Regions from separate parts of the Sus scrofa genome. Here region 1 is linked to region 2. A link is a contact called in public HiChIP or PLAC-seq data. All regions are on one chromosome and are shown on one strand. The core of a region is the stretch at or near the end of the contact, and the rest is flanking DNA. Distances in the headings are between cores, read along the strand shown.

Region 1 (3,060 bases), core at 157-2,656, 280 kb before region 2:
CAAATGCTCTTTTCTGCATCAATTTATATGAATATGGGATTTTCTTCTTTAGCTTGTTAGTATAGTAGATCTCACTGATTATTTTCAAATATTAAATCAGCCTTGCATGTCTGGGATAAATTCTTTGTATATACTGCTGGATTCCACTTGCTAATATTTTATTAAGGATTTTGTATCTATATTCACGAAGAATATTGATCTTTAGTTTTCTTTTTTTGTACTGCCTTTGTCTGGTTTGATATCAGGGTAATACTAGGATAATACTAACTTCATAAAGTGAACTGGAAATGTGCCCTCCTCGTGTATATAGCGTTAATTCTTCTTTAAGTATTCTGTAGAATCCTCCAGTGACACCACCTGGGTGGGTGTGGAGACATCTTTTAGGGGGAGCTTTTAATTACAAATTCATTTTCTTAATAGTTGTACGTATATTCATATTATCTAGTTCACATTGAGTGGGTTACATTCATTTGTATTTTTCAAGGAATTGGTCCATTTTATCTAAATCGTCAAATAATGTGTATTCTCGACAGCTTTTTTTTTTTTTTTTTTGGTCTTTTTACCTTTTCTAGGGCTGCTTCCACGGCATATGGAGGTTCCCAGGCTAGGGGTCTAATCGGAGCTGAAGCCACTGGCCTACGCCAGAGCCACAGCAATGAAGGATCCGAGCCGCGTCTGCGACCTACACCACAGCTCACGACAAACCGGATCCTTAACCCACTGAGCAAGGCCAGGGACCAAACCCACAACCTCATGGTTCCTAGTCGGATTCGTTAGCCACTGAGCCACAACGGGAACTCCTCAACAGCTTTTTGAAATTCACTTTCCTCTGCTAGTTCCTCTCATGTTGCAATGAGATGCTGATTCCCCCACACAGCTTCCCCACCCTCAATCAGGTCACAGAGCTGATAAATGATGAAAAGAATTATTCTGTGTCTCAACCCAGAACCAGCATCCTGGACCCTCAGGCAGAGCCCAGGATGGGACAATCCCAATATAAGCTCACAGAGTTTCAGGAGGAACTGGCCATGGGCTTCTCGAAAGTGTCCCAGACCCGATAGGGAGGGAAACACCCTAAGTCACCTCCCTGGTGAGACCTCAGAGGAAGAAGAGCCCTTCCGGACCAGGTTTGAGAAGAAACGTTGAGGACCCTGGGCACCACTAGGTGGCGCTCAGCATGCACAGTTTCTCGCAGTGGCCGGCGGTGGATCCAAGAAGCTCTGCCTCGGAAGACAAGGCTGTGAGGCATTTTGTTCGTTAGAGAGATGAGCTCTAGAATTCAGAGCCTGCAAAAAGACCCCAGGGACAGAGGGCTGATGGCGTTTGCAACCCTCTCTGAGGCTTCCCTGCAGGCAAAGGTGCTATGGCTTGGGAGGGCGGAGCTGGCTGCCGGAAGTCAGAGGCGCCAAAGCACAGCTGCGGAGGCAAGAACATCCTCCCAGAGCTTCTGAGCGGTGACCCTCCAGCCGGTCCTGCCGCATCCTGAAGAATCTACGTCAGTCCCCTTCGAGGGCTGTTCCTCAGCGCCGTATCCCTCACACGATCCAGCCCCTCATTCAATACACTTTCAGGGAAGAGCCCTCTGCAGTCCACTGGGAGGCCGAGGGTGCTCCTGCCTCTGCCACCTGACTGCACCTCCGCCGAGTCTGGAGCAGCTTCTTTCCTAGATTCTGCGCCAAGTCCAAATCCTGACTCAACCTCTCACAGGCGGTGCCACCTTGGGAAGTCACTTAACCTTGTGACCTCAGCTTCACGTCTGCCACCTGGGGATGATGATGACACCATCTCATAAAGTTGTGACGCCCTAATTTAGGTTTTCATTTTCCTTCCTGTCCTGTGGAAAAGAGAAGAACTTTCCTTGGAGCCTCCTGCTCTAGGATGTGCAGGACCTAGTGAGCCCTCCATGGGGCTTTGAAGGTATTTTTATCATCACTCTTTTATTGCTACTCTTTGTGCCTTTTCTACCCCAGCCCTAGCGGCAGATGCATCCACATTCTACTGCTGCTCTAACAGATGACTACAAATGGAGTGGCTGAAAACAACGTACATTTGGCGTTCCCTGGTGGCACAGAGGGTTGTCACTGCTGTGCCATGGGTGCGATCCCTGGCCTGGAAACTTCTGCATGCTGTGGGTGTGGCCAAAAAGAAAAAAAAATGCAGATTTATTCCCTTGAAGTTCTGGTGTCCAGAGTCTATAAGCAAGGTGTTGGCAGAGCTGAGTTGTTTTTAGAGGCTTCAGGGAATAATTCGTCTCCCCATCTTCCAGGGCCACCCACATTCCTTGGCTCGTGACCCCCCCACCTTCTGGCATCACTCTGACCTCTGGCTTCCATCATCCCATCTTCTGCTTACCCTCATCCTCTTTCCTCCCTCTTCTAAGGATCCTTTTGCTTTGGACCCATTCAAATAATCCGGGACAGTTCGAAGCTCTGTGCCTTAATGATGGTAACCGAAGGGCAGAGGAGTGCTTCACAGGAGGCTCCAGGGAAAGTTCTTCTCTTTTCCACGGGACAGGAAGGAAGACGAAAATCGCTGAAGCAGTAGGCATGGGAAGATGCCACATGCAAAAGAGTTTCATCACAGCATGGCCTGTAACAGCGGACAACTCAAGGAAATCATAGACTTTGGTTAAGAAGGTGGTGGCGTATTGAGAAAAAATTGCTGTGCTGATATTTAAAATTATGTAGTGACTATAAAACATGAAGAAAGATTTGCAGAATAGTTTTGAGAGAAAAAATTATACACACAACTGTGTGTGTATATATGTACCTATGTATGTGTGGCCTATCTATCCGTGATTATAACCATGTAAACATTATGTGAGTTTATAAGAATTAAAGTCAGGAGTTCCCTTCGTGGCTCAGCGGTTAATAAACCTGACTAGGATCCATGAGGATGAGGGTTTGATCCCTGGCCTCACTCAGTGGGTTAGGATCCGGTGTTGCTGGGATCTGTGTTGTAGGTTGCAGACACGGCTCGGATCTGGCATTGCTGTGGCTGTGGCATGGGCTGGGGCTACAGCTCCGATTGTCCCCTAGCCTGGGAACTTCCATGTGTCGC
Region 2 (3,361 bases), core at 14-2,513:
GTTGACCTGACTTTGCCTAAAAGTCAGATGAACAGCAGCTCAACCTCTCTTGCCACGCTCCAGGGCTTGGCTGACTGCCCCTAGGTGCCAGACTGAGGGACGGTCATTCTCTAAGAGGCACTCCTCTGCTTTTCCCAGCTTGCCCAGGTGCAGAAGACACTATAGCCCAGTAGCTGGTTGCTGATTGCTGTCATAAGGCAGAGGACACTTGATGCTGGTACCCACGAGGCTCACACAAATTCAGTTCCTGTGGTCACTCTCTACAGGTTCTTGATTTAGAGTTTTAGGTTCTGGACAAGGCTTGCAGTGGTGGAGATGACTGTATCTTAAGGCTTTCTCTTGTGGATTTGCTTCCCTCAGTCTGTCTGTAAGGGTTGGTTTGAGACTTGTTTGTATAGGTCCCAACTTAGAAGGCCCATGGTCCTTCTCAGGCATGGAAGCCGCAAACCTCCAGTTCATGCAGCAGCCTCTCTGGGTGTGGCCAGCTGCTGGGAAGGGTTGTGATGGAGCTGAAGGTTTAGGAGTTGCAATGGGAAGCCATCAGGGCCCATGCCAGTCACCAGCACTTCTGGGGCCATCATTTTCGCACCAACTGTTTTATGCCTTGTTGGCATCTCATTTGGGTGCTCAAGCCAAAGGTTTTGAATGAATTCTCAAAAGCGCCTTGCACATGAGAGCTCCTAGGTAAATATATATAAATCAAAGCCAGCACAGCAGTAATCACGACCCATAATAATGGCTCCCTTTTATTGGGCGCTTACTGTGTACCACACACCATGCTGGGTGCTTTACTCAGATTATCTCATTTCCTCCTCCAGTCACCCCATCAAGTTGATGCTATGAGATGCCCATTTTATAGATGAAGAAGCTGAGTCCAAAGAGCTTAAAAAATGGCCCATAATCATGGCTAGAAAGCAGGGGGCAAGGATTTGAGCCCCAGGTGTCTTTAGGCACCTTCTGGAAGTGGGCAGATGCTCGGGGGTGAGACGCAAGGATGGATGCCAAGATTCATTTAGCTCAAAATTCCTTCTAAGAAAGTGGACTTTTCTGTCCAGAGCAATCTTATTCTAGATAGCACCCATGAAAAAATTTCTTCCCAACCTGAGATTTTAGCTTGAGAAGTAACCCAGATGTCGTCTTCTGGTCCCCGAGCCGCTGTTATCACATCACAATCGCATTTGCTCCTGTTTAATGCTGTTGGGCAGGGGGTGGGGCTGTCGTTCTGTATTTCCTGCCCGCAGCCAGTGTGTGGAGGGGGTAGGTTCACACTTGTATCTGGCAACCGTGTGGTCAGGTTTTTTGTGCGTCACTTCTCAGCATGGCATCCGATGGGCTTATAATTCTCAGAAAACACTGAGGTGTGTGGTTATTGCTGTCAGTAAACCCCGAGTGTGCTTTAAGGCTGTTCCAGCAGAAGAGAACCTTGGGGACCCACGGCTCCCATCCTTCCACTTTGCAAATGAGATACAAGCCTTCAGGAGACCGATTCCACTGGATTTTTAACTGTGAATAGAACGTTTGCTGTTAGAAAAGCAGGTTCAGGAAGTTCCCTTGTGGTGCAGCAGCTTAAGGATCCAGCATTGCCACAGCTGTGGCACAGGTTGCAACTGTGGCATGGATTTGATCCTTGGCCAGGAAACTTCCATGTGCCGTGGGTGTAGCCAAAAAAAAAGGTATTAAAAAAGAAGAACAGGCTCAGAAAAATACCTGGAGATCTCATACTGTTCCTTGATGTGGCCCCAGCCAAACGTTCTTCCTACCCACCTGCAACCTCAGGGCTGTAAATCACCTGCTGCCTCCCACAGCAAACATGCTTCCCTCTTGCCAGAATCACGTTGGAAGCTTTTTCTATTGTCAAGGGCAGGGCAGTGACTGTCCTAGCCCATATCAAGGGGACCCGTGAGCCCTTCATTGGTGTGTTGTGTCCTGGTTAAGGCTGGGGCAAGACCCCCCCCCCCGCTGCACCCCCCATCTAGGAAGCTAGCAAGAAGTGAGCCTGGTCCGTTCATTATTTCTTTAACAACATTTTCTGGAGCTCTATAATTATATGATGGATGGTACTAACTCTATTTGATGCTTCTCTGTGCTAGACACTGATAAGTGCTGTCTCATGTCCATCCCCATGACATGTCAAGGCTGGAGTGGGTTGAGGGGGGCACCTGGCCTTGAACATGGGGGAGAGGCTGTATCCCTGCCGCCAGCTCTGCGCCTGCATGGGCTTTCCCAGCTCCCTCTCCCGAGAAGATTTCCCTCTACTGTCATATCTTTACTATCCACCCTTCCCATGTCCCATACACCACTTTCACAAAATGCTCCCATATATTTTTGATTTAATACCACTCTGCAGAAAAATCACAGTTTAGGTCATAACTGGGTAGATTCCCTGTGGAAAGCTGGATGCGTCTGCATGAAGTTCTTGAGAGCATTTTAGATTTGTGTAATAGCAATTATGTCCCCATTCAGAGGGGCTAAAACTCTTGGGACTCAAGTGAAGATTTAAATATAAATGATTCCCATGGAGCCACAGGAAATCAATTGAGCAGAGAAAGGATTGGAAAGAAGGAAAAAGCAAGATTGTTTTCATCAAAATAACATGCACCACAAATAAGGTGAGAATCCGGTTAATAGCTTTCTATTCAAAGGAGTTGGCAGGAGAGAATGCGGGAGAGGGGAGAGGGTGCGGGGTCTGTGAAAACTGAGATGTTCCCTTGCAGTCACATCTTCTGTGCACTCTAAGCGTTGAGTCACTTCGTTTGTAGTTTTCTTTTCAATTAGCTAAAACCACTGTAACTTTTTAAAAAAAGTTATCTTCACTGTTGTTTTCTTCTTGGGTAGGAATAAAAACTGGCTGCTGAGTCCAGCTCATGTGAAAAATGGAAGCATTAAAATCAGCATTCGGGAGAACCTGACATAGTCTCTGTGAGGATGCAGGTTCGATCCCTGGCCTCGCTCAGTGGGTTAAGGATCCAGCATTGCTGCGAGCTGCAGTACAGGTCGCAAATCATTGCACATACCTCGGTGTGCATATGCCAATCCAAATCCCCAGTCCACCCCACTCCCCCACCACCGAATGTATTTTTGGTCATTTCCATGAAAACTCTGGGCCTGTGGTCAGGAGTACAAGCCCCTGTTTTGACACTGTTCTGACACTGTGTGGTGGAGTCCATATGATGTAGACTGTGCCTTCACCTAAGTCGCTGGCCAGGCATTCTACCTGCAATCATGTTTAATGCAATACGGTGAAGCCTGAATGTGGCAGAATGGGTGTGGGGTTCTTTGAACTCCTGGGATAAAAAGACAGAGATGTCACCAAAGCCTTCATCTCTGGGCGTCAGTCAGTCCTAGGGCAAGTGGGGAGTGA

What was found. HiChIP or PLAC-seq counts read pairs in DNA pulled down with a chosen protein or histone mark.
Region 1: an H3K27ac HiChIP or PLAC-seq map of alveolar macrophages shows a contact between it and region 2. The contact joins two enhancer-like sites. A contact is called at or near these places in 3 of 47 Hi-C or Micro-C datasets (embryonic fibroblasts and epiblast stem cells) and 1 of 2 datasets of contacts at active chromatin or transcription factors (alveolar macrophages).

The regions. Positions count from the first base shown.
Region 1 is chr5:80,135,992-80,139,051 of Sscrofa11.1, reverse strand. No RefSeq gene overlaps it. Among named protein-coding and RNA genes, the nearest start is that of CHST11, 69 kb to the right of the region's middle. Within about 2 kb of position 1,406, at least 21 of the 83 cell types and tissues checked have an H3K27ac peak or open chromatin away from gene starts, as enhancers often do. A contact at or near this core is called in alveolar macrophages, where this site is marked.
Region 2 is chr5:79,857,258-79,860,618 of Sscrofa11.1, reverse strand. All of the region lies in intron 2 of CHST11 (carbohydrate sulfotransferase 11), which reads left to right. Among named protein-coding and RNA genes, the nearest start is that of CHST11, 210 kb to the left of the region's middle. Within about 2 kb of position 1,263, at least 8 of the 83 cell types and tissues checked have an H3K27ac peak or open chromatin away from gene starts, as enhancers often do. A contact at or near this core is called in alveolar macrophages, where this site is marked.